2 separate regions of the Hordeum vulgare genome follow, and region 2 is linked to region 1. A link is a contact called in public Hi-C data. All regions are on one chromosome and are shown on one strand. Each heading gives the region's core, a stretch centred on a gene start, on an enhancer-like site or on the middle of the called end of the contact. The rest is flanking DNA. Distances are from core to core; before and after follow the strand shown. Region 1 has its middle 22 kb from the start of LOC123399428. Region 2 holds the start of LOC123399436 (zinc finger protein STAR3-like).

The links. Hi-C and Micro-C count contacts between places; a contact is called where the count stands out from the background.
Region 2: a Hi-C map of leaf shows a contact between it and region 1, with 3 times the contacts expected there. The contact joins the promoter of LOC123399436 here to the enhancer-like site in region 1. A contact is called at or near these places in 4 of 6 Hi-C or Micro-C datasets (leaf and seedling).

The regions. Positions count from the first base shown.
Region 1 is chr5H:573,521,786-573,525,470 of MorexV3_pseudomolecules_assembly, reverse strand. No RefSeq gene overlaps it. Among protein-coding and RNA genes, the nearest start is that of LOC123399428, 22 kb to the right of the region's middle. Within about 2 kb of position 1,595, at least 2 of the 3 cell types and tissues checked have open chromatin away from gene starts, as enhancers often do. A contact at or near this core is called in leaf, where this site is marked.
Region 2 is chr5H:573,560,592-573,564,276 of MorexV3_pseudomolecules_assembly, reverse strand. LOC123399436 (zinc finger protein STAR3-like) reads right to left here and starts at 1,820. Exons shown (of 1, transcript XM_045093844.1): 1 at 329-1,820. The coding sequence starts at 1,764. The coding sequence ends at 496. It also overlaps the pseudogene LOC123397371.

The DNA.
Region 1 (3,685 bases), core at 346-2,845:
GCTTCATCGATCATGCTATCTGCATGGTTCCGTCTACACCGGTAGACCGACTGAACCCACCTGACTATATTTTTCTATGTATTTCCATCTATACTTTGTAGAGTGCGTTGGACCTTTCTCTTTCAGAATCTCCCAACCTCCACACCTCATCAGTGACGACTGCGCTTTGCTCAGCTGGGTCATCAACTCGTCATACTAATCCAGAAACATGCCCGTCACGACCACAAGCTCCCAACAGGTTGTGTAAATCCATCACTAGTAATTATATCAACGACTTGACGCGTTCATAAGGTGTTACTTAGATCTTCGTTGTCACGAAGCAAACAGAAGATGTTTTGGCTGCAGGATGGATGAATACTTAGAACATACTGGGTACAAGCAACAACACATCATACAAGCTCTTCAATGGAGTGTATGTTAATCGTATGTAAAATAACTAAGGGGGTCCATTAAATATTGAAGAAATAACCATGCTTGCCTCGGAGCTTGTGCGTGAACCGTTGCTTCAAGTTCATACGGTGTCGTTCTCTCTCTCTTCTTTATTATACGTCATGTCATCAAAATCATCTATGTGACAATTTTACCAACGATGATCATACGATCATTGGAGATGCCCTGACTTCTGCAATTCCTTCATTAAATCCTATCACCTTCTTCCTAAATTACCTGTCTTTAATTGTTTAGATACATATGTATTTAACATTGAAACATGTGTAGATATATTCGCATCTAGAAAAATTTACGGCAAGTAATTCGGGACGGAGTGTCAAGATTGCAAGTCGTGAAAATGGATGTATTTAGACGTATTTTAATTTTAAAAAATAGCCATTTTTGCGACATGTAATTCATGACTGCTAATTAGCACCAAGTGTTGTTTTTTATTTTCTTTAATGTGGTGTTGATTATTTTTTATAGTTGAACCTAGTGTAACTTAGATGACACTATCAAAGTTATTTCCTAGCTTCGTCCAAGCTACTCGTATTCTTTGGATGGGACCTCGCTCGTTACGTCCAATAGCAGCTAGCCGCACAGGGGCTTACGAACCCGGGCCAACCCATTAAGGTGTATCACGTAGCGAGGTCCAAAGGGTGATCTGGGCTGGCCCGTTAACATGTTCCAGCGTTTGCGGTTTTGAGAAGTTTCTAGTTTTTCCTATCAGGTTTTTTCATGTTTTGGTAATGTTCTAAAAGGTTCCCTGAACCAGTTCTCTATTTCTTTCTGGTTTTTGGATTTTATTTTAATTTTTTTCAAATTTAGGAACATATTTTCAATTTTCGGAACAATGTTTCAAATCCTGGAACATTGTTTCGAAATTCCGGAATTTTTTCTCAAATTCCGGATTTTTTCCTGAAATTCCGGAACATTTTATAAAAATTCTCGATTTTTTTAAAAATTCTGGAACATTGTTTTCAATTACGGTACATTTTTTCAAATTCTGATTTCTTTTCAAATTCCGGAACATGTTTGAAATAGAAACATAAAAGAATAAAAAAAATAAAACAAAAAAACCTGTTTAGGGAACCTTGTAGAGGTTGCCCAATATCGGGAAAAGCCGGCTGGAGGTTCCCAAAATCGGGATCAGTGAAAGCCTTAACGAGCCGGCCCAAACCCTATCATTCGCTAGCAGTTCCTGTGTGAAGCGTCGACAATCTGCCACAGAATGCGGCAGATATGCTTTTCCTTCTTGGATAGGTACAAGTATGTACAACCTACTCGTAACTAACAAGTTGCAACATGCCTGGGCCCAAACATATTGCACATAGCCACGTAATGGGGCAATAAGGGCATTAGTACAGAAAATAGAAATTTGGAAGATATATGTATTTTTTAACATCATTAATTAGAGTGTATCGCTTGCAATGGTCACACCTACCTCTCTTGGTGAGAAGTGACATGCTGCTTTTCACAATCTGTGAGTTTTTTCCATTCGTTCGTATTTCCCAAAACAGTTTATCTCCCGAACAATGCATTCCAATTACGAAATATTTTCACTGTTGCATGGGCCGGTCCTGACATTTCAGGGGCTCGAGGCGACACTAAAACTGGGGCCTTTTAATGTTATCATCAAAATAATGACATATATTCTATATATACTGAAAACACTTAAGATACATCCAGAACCAATATTTTTAATAAAAAAATTAAAATATGTTATCTAAAAAAATCCTACCATTCGATAGATGCAAAGTCATTGGTGATCATACCAATATCCATATCTTCCAAAATTTCTACATAAAAAAAACTTTTGCTAGAGGCATATGTTAGATAATATATCTCTCAATCCTAATAAATCACAGCATTGTAAAACACAATGCAATTAGAATGTAGAATTAAAAATATCCATATCTTCCAAAAAAATCTACATGAAAACAACTTTTGCTAGAGGCATCTATTATATAACATATCTCTCAATACTAATAAATGACTGAATGTAAAACACAATACAATTAGAATATAGAATTAAACTTACATTTTCTATATATGGTACACATCCATTCAATATTTTGAGATGACAGAAATAACACACCTTCAGGAATGGTCGAATTGGCGAACTAGCAGGAGCATCCAGAAGGAGTCGATCAAAGAAGGGACTAGACTAGTGAATTTGGGGGAGTCGCTGAGACAACTAAGGAGAACGATGAAGTGAGGATCTGAATAGGAGATCGGAGAATGAAGGTTTGTCCAGTGCATGCACGAAGATCATGGCGATAATCTAGCGATTTTTAGGCAAGAAAACTAGCGATCAATGGAATACTCGGTACGTGCTTTTTTTTTAGGCAAACCCGCAACGTGACGTGCGCGCGTGCATGTATGTGTACCTGGCGGGGCCCTTTAGGTCTTGCCCCCTCACCCCCGCGGCACTGTTGCGTTTCTCGCATTTGGATCTTTGAAACTAGATCTGATGTTAGTAAGCTTAGGCATGAAACTTCATTTTTTGAGTACAAGATGAATACTAGACATAATGGTATAAGCTACTAGTAACTATTATGGGACATCATGGGTGCAGAAATAATGGACTTTTGGTTGTCATGGCCCATGCAATAAGGCTACTAGTGTTGAAAAGGGAGATTTCGTAGTTTCGTTAGATGCTAAATGAGACAGACACTTACTGGTTTCCTAAGGCACAAGAGTTATATCTCTCTTACTGGAAGACGGAAGGAGGAGTCACCTTTGGTGCTCCCTTGCATGGGCCGGCCAAACAGTGGTTCGTCTGGTTTCGGAAAACTTTCTACCTATAATGAAGATTGATTTTCAGAATCTAGCTTCCGTGCAGTTTTGGAGGGTTTTGTCCGTCTTTTCATTCTCACTTTTTTTTCCTGTATTTTCCTCTATCTGTCTTATTTTGGTTTACGTCAAGTTCTATTAACAAACATTGCACAATTTTTGTATACAGCTTGAGTGTTTCCTAGATATACACATAATATATTTTAGATAAATGTTTAATATTTTTTGAATACATGTTGAACATTTGTTAAAGGCACTTTGAAAATTTTGTATTTAATCACTGAAATTTTCTATATACATGTTAAACGTTATTTAAACACACGTTGAACATTTTTTCATATACATATAGAACATCTTTATAAATACATTTTGAAAATTGTTTAAAATATTTCAACACACGTGAACTTTTTTAATATACACGGTTTGGACTTTTTAAATACATACTGATTATTTTTTAAAC
Region 2 (3,685 bases), core at 571-3,070, 39 kb before region 1:
TCTGTGCTTGCACTTTGATATATATATCTCCCTACAAGGTGAACTTGAAATTGCACTTTGATATTATGCTTATCTGATTCTGATTATCAGATATGATGAACATGGGAGTCTGAACTCTGAACTACTGAATAATGTTGTGCCAGTTGACACCTGAATGCCTGCAACTGAAGCAAGTCACAAAGTTCTCCAGCCAAGTAACTTGGCAAAATTTACCAGTTCCAGCCTAATGATTTCACTAAGTTCAGTTGGATCATTGTGTACAGTTGGATCGTTATCTGTCATTTTAGCATCTCAAATGCCCTTCAGATTAAAAAAAAATGCTACTGAATTTGCAGGAGTAGAAATATTTAATCACTGTACTGTTTACTTTTTTTTAGAACCAACGTTTCCTAATTGCTGTGCAGGCTAGTGCCAACCAATTTGGTTCAACATCAAATTTTCTAGTTACTCATATCATCAGGTTGAGAGAGTTTCTAGATTATCTATCCTCTGATATCAGAAATTGAAGTCCATTGCAACTGCTCCCAAGAGGTCGAAGCCATCAAAGTCACAGAAGTCATTGCCAATCGGAGAGGAGAGCTTTGGTCGGCCGTCATCCATGGCCCCTTTGTCGCCGGAGCAGCTGAGACCATCTAGCATTTGACCGGAGAAGCTCTGGTCCATCAGGTTCACCGCTTCGACGCCACCGGCCGGGAGCAGCCGATCGGAGCTGGGCACGATGCTGTGAGTGGCGGTCGTGGTGGCGGGGGCGATGTTGCAATGGCCGATGGCTTCGTCGTCGCTGGGCGGCAGAGCGGGCGTGTGGCGGCTGTCGAAGACGGCGACGTGCGCGAAGAGCTTGTCCTTCCTGGAGAAGGAGACGCCGCAGGAGCATACCCAGCGGTCGCGGCCGCAGTGCTTCTCGTGGGTGCGGAGGTCGGCGAGCACGGAGAAGCGCTTGACGCCGCAGCGGCGGCAGACGTGGCTCTTGTCGCAGTGGCTCCGGCGGTAGTGGTTCTTGACGCAGACGGGGGTCTTGAGCGGCTGGAAGTCCCGGTGCTCCCTGTTGCGCTTGCACCCGGCGTAGGGGCAGGAGTAGAAGAAGCGCCTCCCCGCCACCGGCGCCGGCGCCGGCGAGCCGTGCCTGGCGAGCGCGCCGGGCGCCTTGTACTGGTCGCCGTGGCCGCGCATGTGCATGCGCAGGTTGGCGTCGCGCTTGAACCCCTTGCCGCACACCTTGCAGCAGTGCGCGTGCGGCGCCAGGATCTCCTCCTTCTCGATCTGCACCACCTCGTACGGCCCCTCCCCTTCCTCCTCCTCCTCGCCGTCGCCAGCCCCGGCGTGCTCGTCGGAGTCGTCGTGCGTGCCGTTCGACGGCGACGGTGACCTCTCCTCTCTGGGCTCGGACGGGGACGCGTCCACCGTTCCGCCGGTGCTGGAGTCGGAAGCGAGGTCGTTGGCGATGGAGACGAGCTGCACGATGATGCAGCGGAGCTCGGCGGAGACGATGGCGCGCTGCTGCTGCGGGTGGCGGGGCGTGGAGCAGAGGATCCCGCGGAGGTGCCCGATCTTGTGCTCCAGGAAGGTCAGGTACGTGGTGAGCGCCGCGCTCGGGCCCGAGTCCGACGGCCGATGCTCCTCCGCCTCCTGGCCATGCCGGCTCTGCTCGTGCCCAATCCTCTCGAGATCGCAGGCCTCCATGGCCCCCGTCGTCCCGGGCAACCTCTGGTGATTGTGCTGAAGGTACAAGTGATTATTACTGGCGAAATGATCGGAGCTACACATAATGGAGACGCGGACGCGGACTCTGTTTCTCTGCTTTTGTCAGCGGTGAAGTGGTGCGTGTGTCTTTGAGCTTAGTGGAGCTGGCTAGCTTATATATGTGCATGGAGGTGGGTGGGCTCCATGGCGGCGGCGTGGCGCAGGTGGAAGGAAGGCGGGAGGCGACAGCGAAGGGTGGGGAAGACGACGGAGCGGGGCCGGGCATCCATGCATGCATGTGTGATGTGTCAATGCGCACGGGCTGACTGAGGCTCCTGGCCCTGGGGCCACTGCCTTCCGCCACGAAAGCGACGTCATCTTGCCCCTTTCCAATCTCAGAAAGTTCAGGAACACAAAGCGTCAAAGCTTGACTTTCACAGTGATGGACTGCTTCCGGAGTCGATGGTTGGCATGGTAGTTTTTTTTTAACTCAGTACAACACAACATATACTCACCCCCGTAAACGTATACTTTACTTGTATGAGCAATTTTTTTAACACAATCCAGACGCAAACGCTCATATAATCACCCACATACTTATTTTTATAAACGCACACACTCTACCCCTATAAACATCTTTGAGAAATTGGACCAACATATAATCTTGAGATTTATAAAGTTAACGTAGACACCTCGTCGTCGATGGAAACGTCTTCTTCCATTGAATGCCAATCGCAGAAAATTCTAAAATAAATCTAAAAATAATGCGAGCACAAGACTTAAACCTTGATGGGTTGTGGATACCACTGTGTCTCTAACCATCCAATCATAGGTTGGTTCACATGTATAAGCATCTTTAAAAGACTAAGCATGTACATCATGTTGAGATTGATAAACGTCTACTTTCACTGAACACACATGATGTATGTCTAGAATTTGTTATTCTAAGAGCATTTCTAACCGATTCCCTGAAAGTTAGTGAAATAAAAGTTGAAGTAAAGTTAGTGAAGTAAAATTTTACTCCACTAACGATGGCCACACCTAGTCAATCCCATATAGTTAGCGGAGTAAAATCAAATTTATGACCGTTTTGCATACTAGCCGCATAAATACAATCTCTACACAATACATATCATAAAATCATTCAAATGAAAGCATGTACATCAATAATTGCCATAACATGAAGTTTCATCACCACGTTTTTCAAATTTAAAAATGCAAAGTTCATCCAAAAGACATCACTTCGAACACAAAGTTTGATTCAAAATCATCACAAACATAGCATGTGTATGTTGTGGATCAAGCCAATCCTTGGCATGCACCACCACCCTCGCGACACCACCACTCAACAAGGTCATCGGCAAAGAAATCAATGTCGTCATCCTCTCGGCCACCATCACCCTCTCGGCCACCATCACCATCCTCTCGGCCACCATCACCCACTCGGCCACCATCACCATCCTCTCGGCCACCATGACCACCACCACCACAACAACAACAATCACTATCGAATTCCAACCGGACACGAGGTTTTTGCCTTGGTGCCATTTCATCGAGTACTTGGCAGGCACATTTTTTGTTGCTGGCTGGGGCTGCCGCTCGTGCCGGAGCAGTCATCGTAGGGGCAGTTGGTGTTGGACACGAGGCATAGACTTTGGATGAGGCGGCGACGCAGTCTTCTTCGTCTTCTTCTTCGCGGTTGCCTCAGCAAACGCCGACACCGCCGACGTCGGCTTTCGACCCCGTTTGCCTCCTGTAGGTGCGGCACGAGGGAAGTGTGCCATTGCGAGAGGTGTAGGAAAACATGCTTCTATGGTTCAAACCCAACTAGAACAAGTTGCTAAATCTAAAAGTGAGTTGCTTCAGGAAATTAATCATAATATGAATGAACATGTTGTTAGAGTAATGACTAGAGGAGAAACAATGACTCAAGACCCACTATATCCAGAATTTCATCCTAAAAGAAGTGAAAAAGATTCACAAAGAATTCATATTGATACACCTA